Linked DNA regions of Sus scrofa: region 1 is linked to region 2. Evidence: chromatin contacts called from public HiChIP or PLAC-seq data. All regions are on one chromosome and are shown on one strand. The core of a region is the stretch at or near the end of the contact, and the rest is flanking DNA. Distances in the headings are between cores, read along the strand shown.

Evidence for each region. HiChIP or PLAC-seq counts read pairs in DNA pulled down with a chosen protein or histone mark.
Region 1: an H3K27ac HiChIP or PLAC-seq map of skeletal muscle shows a contact between it and region 2. The contact joins two enhancer-like sites. A contact is called at or near these places in 1 of 47 Hi-C or Micro-C datasets (skeletal muscle) and 1 of 2 datasets of contacts at active chromatin or transcription factors (skeletal muscle).

The regions. Positions count from the first base shown.
Region 1 is chr15:80,007,522-80,013,838 of Sscrofa11.1, forward strand. No RefSeq gene overlaps it. Among named protein-coding and RNA genes, the nearest start is that of SP3, 21 kb to the left of the region's middle. Within about 2 kb of position 1,505, at least 42 of the 83 cell types and tissues checked have an H3K27ac peak or open chromatin away from gene starts, as enhancers often do. A contact at or near this core is called in skeletal muscle, where this site is marked.
Region 2 is chr15:79,064,721-79,070,272 of Sscrofa11.1, forward strand. It overlaps RAPGEF4 (rap guanine nucleotide exchange factor 4), which reads left to right. Exons shown (of 31, transcript XM_021075197.1): 24 at 1,338-1,463; 25 at 1,859-2,037; 26 at 5,102-5,192. Among named protein-coding and RNA genes, the nearest start is that of MAP3K20, 110 kb to the right of the region's middle. Within about 2 kb of position 3,076, at least 11 of the 83 cell types and tissues checked have an H3K27ac peak or open chromatin away from gene starts, as enhancers often do. A contact at or near this core is called in skeletal muscle, where this site is marked.

The DNA of each region.
Region 1 (6,317 bases), core at 255-2,754, 940 kb after region 2:
AGAACAGGTGTGTGAGGGGCTGAGGGACGGGGCTGGTACGCTTCCTGGATTCTCTCATTTTCGTTCATGACCAAATCTGCTATTTCACTTCTGTTTCTTCCCTCCTTTTGTCTTGGCCCCACCCCTCCTCTGGGTTTTATTTTAGACGTAAAGGAAAAAAAAGAAAAAAAAAAAAATCAATGAACCACTCCCTCTCCCCCGAGTGCTCTGAAGTTGTATTCGTCCTCTGCTGATTTTCCAAAAGCTCTCCCTTACTATAATGGTGCCACAGAACTGGGTTCTTTTTACCCAGGACCACCTCCATCAAGTTTAGAACAAGTTAGAGGATGTATCTTGTAGATAAAGAGAGGAAGAAAAAGGTCTCCCCCACCAAGCACAGCTGCCTGACTGGCCCAAACTGCGGAGCTTCCTGCAGACAAAAAAGGTTTGGATCTGTTATGTAGCACACAGAGACCTTGGCTGTGCCCATACCCAGGCTACCCATCTTTACATCAGTGGTTCTCAAGCCTGGTTTTGCATCTCAGAATCACCTGGGAATGGTTCCAAAAAATACCTTCATTAAAAAGAACAACCACAACAACAAAAATTTGTGCAGGTCTGATGCACTGAATCTGGGCCTGAGCCTGGGCCTGAGCGTCTCAATGTTTTAACAGCTTCCAGATGATTCCATTGTGCAGCAGGGTTAAGGTTCTGCTCGTGGAAGTTATCCAACCCTGAGCTTACTCCCTTCCTTCCAAATGCACCCCAGGAGATTCCTCTGCCTGTTCTCACACCAAAGATTTCTGGGAGCCAGGAAATAGAATACAGCAGCCTAGGGAATGCAGTTTAGGTTCTGAAGGGGAGGGGGTTGAAAAGAGAGGTGGTGGCAAGGCGGGGAGGAGGCTGGTCTCAGTGGTCCTCCAGCCCCCCTGGATGTGACGGCACACAGCTGGTGTTCAGGAGGCCACCTCCTCTCCCCGGGGCCGGATTCTCTTAGGACTAGGAGCATGAGACACTTTAGGCATCACAATACTCAGTTTCTCTCTTGCCTGGCTGGGTAGGAGAGTGGGAAAACGAAGTTGTGGAGGACACTGGAGACTCAGGAAATGAACACAATCCCCAGCCAGCAAAACAACAGTTTAAAAATGAAGTCACATTTATGCCGAAAAGGTTAGGCTACAATAGCAAGTATGATTTTACATGCAGATCGTCATGAGAGAGACACACAGCTGCTGCCGTGACGCAGTCCTTGCTGGGTCCCAGGACGCAGCTGGCCAGGGGAAAGTGGCTCCAGGAGCCAGAGACGGCCAGCCCCTTTAGACCCTCTAGCTACTCACCACTGCAGCTTGGAAAGAGTAAAGAGGCCCCTTCTTGGAGCCCAGAGTTCTAACAAACCCCAGGGAGGGGGGACCCAAACACCCCCTGGTTGCTGAGGCAACTGGTAGGCACCCCCCACTCTTCCAGGCCAGTGACTGTGCTGGGAGAGGGGCCTGCCCTGCTGCTCAGCTCTTGCTCAGAGATTCTTGGCTCTCTGCCCACCCTCCCTCTGGCACGTTTACGGCTGCTGTTGCGCTCTTGGCTTATTCTATACAGAGAAGGTCTCCCTGCCTCCACCCGTCTTTCTTCCAATCTCGCTCTCTCCCCAGATGTCTCAGAGTTTATGTGGGAAAGCATGTCCTTACAGCCTATTAAAGAGACTTTCAAAGTCAGGCCTTCCCCTGCAGCCTCTGGAGTCCACTGCATCTAAGCGCACGCGTAAAGGGGACCGGAGGGGGTGGCTATTTGCATTCTCTGGTTAGTGTTGCTAAATATTTCTGGGTTTCCCCTGGCACCGTTCTGATTTGTGAGCATCCAAAACTCAGCTCCTTGCCCTCAGAAACAATCGTGAACAGTAAGGGCAGCGAGATTAATGCAGATGTGCAACATGGGTGAGTTCCAGCTAGGAAGGAGCAGGGTTTGACATTTTCTTGTTCAATTAAAATCCTCCCAGAGTTCCCATCATGGCTCAGGGGTTAACGAATCTGACTAGGATCCATGAGGATGCGGATTTGATCCCTGGCCTCACCCAGTGGGTTAGGGACCCAGCATTGAGGTGAGCAGTAGTGTAGGTCGCAGATGTGGTTTGGATCCCAAGTTGCTGTGGCTGTGGTATAGGCCGGCAGCTGCAGCTCCAATTTGACCCCTAGCCTGGGAACCTCCACATACTGTGGGTGTGGCCCTAAAAAGCAAAAAACAAAACAAAACAAAACAAAAAATCCCTCTCCTCCCTATTCACCTGACCTTGGTGCTTCCAACTTCATGAAATTCCATTACCTGGAATTTAGGGCCTTTCCTTCCATCCTTCCTTCCTTTTTTTTTCCCCCTCAAGAGTGAATGACCTCTTTCAGATAATGAACCTCCAGAGGCCAGGCTGAGCTGTGCCCCACCAAACCAGCATGCGTCAGCCTGTGCTGGTCACCACCACTCCTTCCAGACTCAAGCCATCCAGCCTGACTCCTCTGGGGCTTGGGGACGGTCCCTTTTTAAAGGTGCAGCTTGATATTAGTAAGCACGTATATCTCTCAACTTCAAGAATAGGTTTTTTTTTTTTTTTTTTTAAATGAAATGAAACCACGTAACCTGCTGTATTTGCATTCTAATCCAAAAGTCGGATCTGGACAGTGAATATGATGTATCTTTAAAACTTATCAGAGTGATTACATACCAAGGCTGGGGAGTTGGAATGCCCAAAGGCAGATCCTCTTACAGGAGGAGGCTGGCAGGAACACCCTGCCTGGAACAAACACTCCTGCTGCAGGGGTTTCTCACCCTGTTTCGTTTTTAGAAACCAGAAAAACATGAAATGTAAAAAGGGCTCCAATTCTAACCATCCCACTCAAGCCTGGCCCCAGGCAAAAGGAGGAAACAGGCCAGCAGGGCCAGTCCAGGCTTCCCACCCCAACTGCCCCTGTGAAAGCCAAGAACGCAGTCAGGGACACCCTGCTCCCCAGCCCAGAGCACAGAGAGCAGCTCACGGGCACATGCATTCCAGAAATCTCTGTGTCTGGGACAGAGAGCAGAAAAACCAGGGGAGTATGTCAGGGAGTCAATATAATAACCTGTATGAGCATAATAACAAAAATAATGGCTCCTAGGTTTCTTATCCTAGTTCTGTGACTTTAAGACTTTGTAACCTTGGACAAGCATTTAACCTCTCCCTTTCTTCACCTGAAAACTGGTTATGGTTATCTACTCTGCTCTTCTCCCAAGGTTGTCATAAGAACCAGATGAGATCATATGAAAGTTATTTTGAAAACGATAAAGTTGATTTGTAGCCTGCTTAGAACATTCATTCTTTCTAAGACTACTTAGCCAGATACCATACCTAAATATTATACCTAGTAGATAACATCTTAGTTATCTGTTGATGGCTAAATATTCAGAGTTTGGTGGGCACATATGCTATATATTGCATTTTTCTTAACACAGTCCGAACTGTTACTAAGGACATGTAAATAGCCTCACTGCATAAAACCAGCTATCACGGCATTTGCTAAAGTGGGCTTCTACCAAGAGATGTGGTGTGGTTTCAAGGGTCCCTAAGGGGTGCTCTGCACAACTCAGAATGGGTGGTGCATGTCTTTAATGAGACCACATAAAAATTATCTCTATTCTCAAGGAGCGCAGCTATCTCTATGATTTGTGGGTAGGATGCTCAATGAGTTCAAAAAAACATTTCCCTCTAGCTCCAGCTGGCAAGGTGTCAGGATTGAAAAACACATTTCCTGGTTCTCTTTCTTGCCCCAATTGGGATGGATGACCCTAATTCTCACCACCCCATTTCCTTAAGCCATTAACAGTGATTGAATCTCTGCCCATCCCAATGAGCCTCACGCAGACAATTTTAATGCACAGCAGCACCCGTAATAGAGAGAACTATGTTGTGAAACTTCAAATTTACTTTTAATTCCATCTTTGACAGACCAAATTGCAGCCATGGGTTATACTTTGCTATGGCTACTTAACACAGGCTGGAAATTCAGGCATCCTCTAGTTTGTAAAAGGTGCCCTCTCCCATTAGCCTCAGATCAAATAGAGGCATTTCCATTTCTATCTTGATGACTTTTAGTCCACAGAAAGGGCTCATCTTGACAGGGAGGTGGTACAGAAAGGACAACCAGAAGCCAGTGTCCCTGAGGAACTGGGGACCCAACAGGAAAGAGATGGTGAGAGAGCCCCGTATCCTCTTACTGTACGTCCATTCATTCTGCACTTGTTAAGTACTGCTGAGTGAGAAAGGAGTTTCATGAAATACACAAAAGCACTACAAGTAATGTTCACTCATTCTTTTTTTTTTTTTTTTTTTTTTTGTCTTTTTGCCATTTCTTGGGCCGCTCCTGCAGCATATGAAGGTTTCTAGGCTAGGGGTCCAATCGGAGCTGTAGCCACTGGCCTACACCAGAGCCACAGCAACGTGGGATCCGAGCCACATCTGCAACCTACACCACAGCTCACAGCAATGCCAGATCCTTAACCCACTGAGCAGGGCCAGGGATCGAACCTGCAACCTCTTGGTTCCTAGTCAGATTTGTTAACCACTGAGCCACGATGGGAACTCCAATATTCAATCATTCTTAAGTGACCAAGCATTATTTATCTGCTACAAGGTTTCAGAGAAGAGAAAGATGATACCAGCAATACCACCACTGACAATAATCTCTCTTTCTCACAGCAACCCATGAAGTACCATGATTCCCATCTTATAGATGAGGCAACTGGAGGCTTAGAAAGGTTGAGTAACTTGCCTAATAGTCACAGATACTGGGCAGCAAAACAAAAATTTCATCCTAGATTTATTGGATTCCCAAGCCTTTACTCTCAATCGGTACACTCGGCTGCCTATCACTGTCCGGGGGATCAGCCAGGAAAACTTTAGGGAAGTGAGGCTTGGATTAGCTCTTGATGGCAGTGTGGGTTTGGATTCCCTTGGATTGAGGGAGAGGGAAGAAGGCATAATCCAAACTGCTGAGTTTGTATCCCCAGGACACAAAACACTGCTTCATATAAGATAGATGCTCAATATATCTGATGAATGAATGAGAAACAGTAAAAACAAAGGCAAGGAGATGGAAATCCTATGAAATTGGATTGTGATGATCATTATACAACTACAGATGTGATAAATTCATTTGAGTAATAAAAAAAAATAAAGGCAAGGAGATGAGCACAAGGATGGAAAGCATGGACTGGGAAAGGGAGAAGGAGAAAGAAGATCAGAGAGACTAGATTGGAGCACAGTATTCACTGTGGCAACAAGTGGAAGCTGAGGTCTTCTAAGCCACATGGAATTTTCTGATGGAAAGCTTAAAACTCTGGGGTAAGGAATCTGGATTTAGTTCTAGGCATATTGTAAAATTCATTCCTAATGAGGGGCCTGATAAGGTGAAAGCCATGATTCATTTGGCTCTAGTGAGCAGGAGGGGCTAGAGGGGGAGGCACCAGAGACAGTAAGACCAGCAGATGATGAACCCTGGGGAACTCACGAGGGAGGACCAGGGTTCTGACTGGTGAACTAGGGTAAGAGTTGAGCACAGACTTGTGTCTCAGTTAGACCGGAGAGCGAGGTGTTGACAGCAAGCAGAAGACAGCAGGGAAACATACAGGCTCTTTACCCCAGGACGAGTCCATGTGGAGAGTCTTTGAAAATATTCAGCTAAGGGGAGTTCCCGCCATGGCTCAGCGGTTAACAAACCTGACTAGCATCCATGAGAATGCAGGTTCAATCCCTGGCCTCGCTCAGTGGGTTAAGGATCTGGCATTGCCATGAGCTGTGGTGTAGGTCACAGACACGGCTCAGATCCTGTGTTGCTGTGGCTCTGGCATAGGCTGGGGAGCTACAGCTCTGATTGGACCCCTAGCCTGGGAACCTCCATACGCCATGGGTGTGGGCCCCCAAAAAAGACACCAAAGAAAGAAAGAAAGAAAGAAAGAAAGAAAAAAGAAAGGAAGGAAAAAGAAAGAAAGGAGAAAATTTTCAGCTAAGCCTCCTTGTACAAAATAACTACTTTTAAAATCTTTGGTTACCAGGTCAAAGGAACTGGCTATTGGTGTTAGTAAGTGGTTACATGTGCTCTTAGTGATCTTTGACTTGAGATGTTGGTTGTTTGTTTTTTAAGTCCTCAAATTGGAACAAACTTTGTTAAACTTAACATGCATCCTCTTGCCAATATGAGTCATGAACCATAGGTAGTCATTTCTACAGAAACTTTCCCAGTGAGATGGCCAAGTTGCTGAAGACAAGGACAGGCCCTTCTCGTTTTGGGAGAGCCTCGCCATGGGCTGAGCACTGGGCACACAGA
Region 2 (5,552 bases), core at 1,826-4,325:
ATTCATGTTTCCTCATCTGTTTCTCCACGTCTCTGGGAAACAGGTGTTTGTTGACACTTCTGTCTGTCCCTTTATACGTGCAAATGAATGCCAGCAGCTGACTCCTTATTGATGTGCAATGCCATCCTTGCTGATCAGGGCTGACTCCTCTTTTAAACTGCAAATGTTCAGGTGCCCAGAATGCGGTGGGCACTTATAGAATGTAAAGGTTATGGGTAATGATGCTAATGATGATGGTGATAGAATGTGAATGATATTAGCACTTCCAACCTAAATACGGAATATTAAATATGTTTAGCATATTGGGAAAATTCTTTCATGTGACTTTTGCAACTTGAAATATTACAGATCAATTGGTATTAACATACATAAGTTTCTAATAGATATAAATCGTTCATCTTATTAAGGAAAAGCACCATAACACATTTGTCATAAAATAAAAATAAGATGGAAAGAAAATCTTGACCAGGGGTCATCTAGATAGTAGCAGAGTTTAGTTTTCTTTTTCTTTTTTTTTTTTTTTTTTTTTTGCTTTTTAGGGCCGCATCCAGGGCATATGGAGATTCTCAGGCTTGGGGTCTAATCAGAGCTACAACTGCCAGCCTACACCACAGCCACACCACCACCAGATCTGAGCTGTGTCTGCAACCTACATCACAGCTCACGACAACGCTGGATCCTTAACCCAATGAGGGAGGCCAGGGATCAACCCTGAAATCTCATGGTTCCTAGTCAGATTCGTTTCCGCTGAGCCACGATGGAAGCTCCCAGTTTTCTACTGCCTAACCTAAAACAGCCTGACCGTATGACTATCATTCCTAGCTCAGAAAGTGGAGGAGTTGGACAGCACAGATAATCACAGAGCTCCCTCTCACCAGCCCCTGCAATAGTAAGCAGCATTGTAACTAAACACCCAAAACCACCATGCCAGCACCTGCTTTGGAATAGTTCCAGTGGGAAATAAGGGAAAAAGTCCCCAAGAACTTCTTACATGTTTACCAGGGGAAAGGAGTTGTTTCCAGGGAGCTCCCAGGCCCACGCCGAAGAGACCCTCCATGGGTCAGCCTTTTCTGAATCTTATTTGCCATGGTCCACGTTTTTCAGTAGGTGGGATTGGTTAGAGTGATGGTGCTGACACTAAAGATGGCACTGAAGCAAGCAAGCATTAAGAGCAAAGGCATCTTTCTCCTCTGGGTAAAATCAAAGTCAAACTTTGTAGACATTCCTGAAAGCGTCTCCAGAATCCTTTCCCATCAGAAACTCCTTAGAGCATTTAGCTTATCTGTTCTGAGATTCTGTTTTGAGATTCTGATTTACTTTTGCATTATTATTCATAGACTCCCTTGCCAGAACAGGAGGGCCCAACTGTTGGAACAGTGGGAACTTTTGAACTGATGAGCTCCAAAGATCTGGCATACCAGATGACAATTTATGATTGGGAACTCTTCAACTGTGTGCACGAGGTAAGGTGCTCTATTTAAGAGCATTGAGTCGTAGGTACCATAGCAATTCTGGATGCAGCCTGCAAATGTTAATGCATGCTGTGACGTGGAAACTATAATATTTTTAGCATTGAGTTTATTAATAAAGTCTGTTTATGAAGTCTTTGAGCGGTAAAGAAAAATCTTAATAATTTACAGTAAGCTCTGTCTTTCTGAGTATATTAAGCCAATAGCACCTAGTCTGCAGTTACAGCTTCAACAAGCCTCACTGAGCCTTCGGATCTTCCAAGTTCAAACTGAAACCCAGTCAGTGATTGTATTCACTGACCAATATTGATTTGTCGTGTCAAAGAGAAAAGCTGAGCTGTTGTTTTGATTTAAAAACAAAGATGTGACATTGTTTTCCTCTCTTCTAGCTGGAACTAATCTATCACACATTTGGAAGGCATCATTTTAAAAAGACCACAGCGAACTTGGATTTGTTCCTGAGGAGGTTTAATGAAATTCAGTTTTGGGTTGTCACTGAGATTTGCCTTTGTTCCCAGCCCAGCAAGCGTGTTCAGCTCTTAAAAAAATTCATTAAGATAGCGGCCCAGTAAGTATCAGCTTGGAGAGAGAAAAATGTTTGAGCTGAATTTTCATTCTGTCCCCTTAGATTACACCTTAAAGAGAAAAGTGAGAGATAAAATCTCCTCATGCACCGGGACCAACCTCAGGGGCTTAAGAAGCGCTGAACTCTTGTGAAACAGGTGTTCTGTCTAGCTTTTGACATCAATGTGTAAATGTTTTTGTCTTTTTAGGGCTGCACTCTAGGCATACGGAGTTTCCCAGGCTAGGGGTTGAATCAGAGCTACAGCTGCTGGCCTACACCTCGGCCACAGCAACATAGGATCCGAGCCACGTCTTCGACCTACACCACACCTCACAGCAGTGCCAGATCCTTAACCCGCTGAGCAAGGCCAGGGATTGAACCCGCATCCTCACGGATACTAGTCAGATTGGTTTCTACTGAGCCACAGGAACGCCACCAGTATGTAAATTAACATCTTAGAGCACTGATGCTCAAGTTAAACTTGTGACCTCTTTTTGTTCTGAACTAGTCAGACTTTGTGCCTCCTTCAGTTTAAATGAGTCTTTTGGCAAAGTTCTGCTGTACAAAGTTTGTTTTAAAAGGCTGGGCGAGTCGAGGTCGAACATGACACGTTCTCGCCAGTAGAGGGCAGTAGGAACATGCATGTGGCAGGGCATCCGACTCAGCCAGGATAAAAATCAGTAAAATGCATAAAGGCAAGCTAACCTGGTTCACGGAAATCATCTCCAAAAACATCGGAAAAAGCAAGCATCTTACAAACATTCTATTTAACAGCACTTCATGGGAAACAATTTATTTACCACAGGGGCCAGTTAGATTTCTCCCTGACATGAATGTAATCTTCTCTTGCTATTTAGATATGCCTGACAACCTCCTGTTTACTTCCATGTTTTGGGTATCACCACAATGCTAAAAATAAAAGGCTAAATGTGGCTTGTGGCTGGGAGACTTCTTTCCTTTCTAAATGCACGGAGCTCCAGCCCAGGAAGGTGGGGAGCACAAGTGACCCCAGTTAGGCAGCTTTCCTGAGCCAAATAGTTTAGATCTCATACAGAGTCTGAGCTCCAGAGCTAAACAAAGAAGCAAACACCGCTTGACGTCTTACACATATCAGCTTGCCAAAAGCCTTGAGTTATCCTGCCAAAAGTTTGGGGGTTCGACAGAAGATCCAAATCCCTCCGATTTAAATGCTGGCATCTCTTAATTTGGAAGAGCTGCCTTTTCAAAGAAAGGTTTGGTAAAGTGTTGCTTCTGCATTTCTAGTTGAGCTCCTTTCCCCAGGAGCCTAACGGGCTTGTTGCAAGGGACAAATGCCTTGGCGTGTATGGACGTTGTGATAGTCTGTCTTCCCCATTACAAGAAGTACACTGTCCCCTCCCCTGGCGGTGCTAAGTGCAACAAGGGGAGCAGAGATGAAGTCTGCACAAGGACGTGGAGATCAGAGAGGCTTTGGGGACCCAGTCTTGCAATTTTATAGAGCAACCAAGGAGAGCCTTTCAAACATACAGGAATTTTTTTCTAATGTTTTTGCCTTTCTTAGCTCTCTTCCTTCTGATTATGGGTGGATGTGGCCGTCAGAATATATTGGTTTATGTTATTTAACCATTATTTAAGCTGCGCTGTCCTGCAGTGGAACTCTTTACACAACCCAGCTGGAAAAGATTGTAGACTCAGAAAGCAGGATCTACAGGAATGACCTCTAAACCTAGCGGCAGTTCGCGTGTTTTGTGTGATATTTTTAGAGAACCTCAATATATTCCATTGAAGCTCTTTGACCTGCCCAGAACGTTGAGAAGTTGGGGGTCCAAATGTGGTCCTCACTTTTTACAGGTGAGAAGACTGAGGCATAAAGATGTCCTGACTTACCTAGGGTGATAAAAGTTATTTACTTGATAGCCGTGACCAGAGCCGTGAGCAGAAAGGCAGGGCTGTGGCCTTTCATGATCACACCCAAAGGACAGACACAAATGTGTCCTGACCACTCACTGGCTACAGCCCAGGGGCTCTGAAATTGCCCTCAGCCCCTGACTTGAGAGCTACCACCCTGCAGAGAGTGAGGTCCCCGCTTGCTTCCTCACCGGTGCAGGAGATGCTCCATAGCTTCTCTAAATCCGTTTTCCCATTTCCACACAGCCCATGTAAGGATCACTCACTGCTGCCTCTGCGAGGAGAACACAAGCAGCAAATGCAACAATTAGCCTTTTGCAAAAATGCTAATCCAGACAAGATTTAATTATGATGTAGTCAACTTAGATAATCATATTGATTTGTGGTAAAGGATTTGCACTCGTTGCAAAATGAATTCTTCTTTCCCGTTGCAAGAAGCTGGTATGAAGAAGTTGAAGATTCTTTTTTTTTTTTTTTTTTGCATTTACCTGGGCTAAACATTTCATTCTAATTAAGAACCTTTGGTCTTGTCCCACAATATTCTTATTCCCAAATATATATCCATAAAAGCAAAGAGTGGCCAAAATACAGGTTCAAAATGATCAGCTTCATCAACACTGCTAAAACACAGAGCGGGTAACGTTATTGGGGGTCAGCTGTTGAGGTTACTAGCTGTATACGGGTCATGATTTGTACAGTGATATTTGTTCAACAAATTAGAAGCATTTGCATGGCAGGTGGAAGTTCAGTGTGATCTCCTTGGTTCCCTCAGGCTGCCAGAGCCTGGGGTGTCCAGTTTCAGGCTGGAAGTCTGAAAGCCTCCAAGGACATTTTGCTTCCTCTCTTCAGATCCCCTGAGATGTTTCCTTCCAAGTCCAACAAGGTTTTATCGCTTTGGGGTTACAGTAACAATCCCCCAGGTCGGTGTCTTTAAATTTCCTTCTCAAAACCTGCACCGACGGCCAATACCATCACCTTTCTAAAACTGCGATGAGAAATCAAACAGCAGAACACGGTCACCCAAGTGGAAACTTTTATAATGCATTAAATCTATCATTGCCTGTTCTCGTAAGAGAGTCCTGACGAATATTAATGACCATCAGAAAATAGAACCCTAATTTTTTTTTTTATCTCACTCAAAAGTGACATTTTCTCCCAACATGTGCCTCTTGTGTTTCAGCTGTAAGGAGTACAAAAATCTGAATTCCTTTTTTGCCATCGTCATGGGACTAAGTAATGTTGCTGTGAGCCGCTTGGCACTAACGTGGGAGGTAAGCTTCCGCTGCGATCCAGCTGTGACTTTTGCCTTAAGAATTAAAAACAGAGGCTCACTGGGGTGCTTTAATAGAAATAGCATACACTTGTACAGCAGTGGGAAAGGTGGGACACTTGGAGGGAGGTGACCTGTCTCCTTTTGCCTCAGCATGTGAATTGTAAAAGGTATTGTCCTTTGGTGTCTTGGGGGGGGGGGGAGGTCTTAGCTTCTTGGTAAATAAGATGTAAATAAAAATAAGCTGAGAATCAACAGCGTTGCTTGGATGACTTCAGAGGTTTTGCTTATACGTCCTGCTGTTCTCTGGAAGGTCTTCTTCTTGCTGTTGAAAGAAGCCTTATCGGTAATTAAGCGAGGA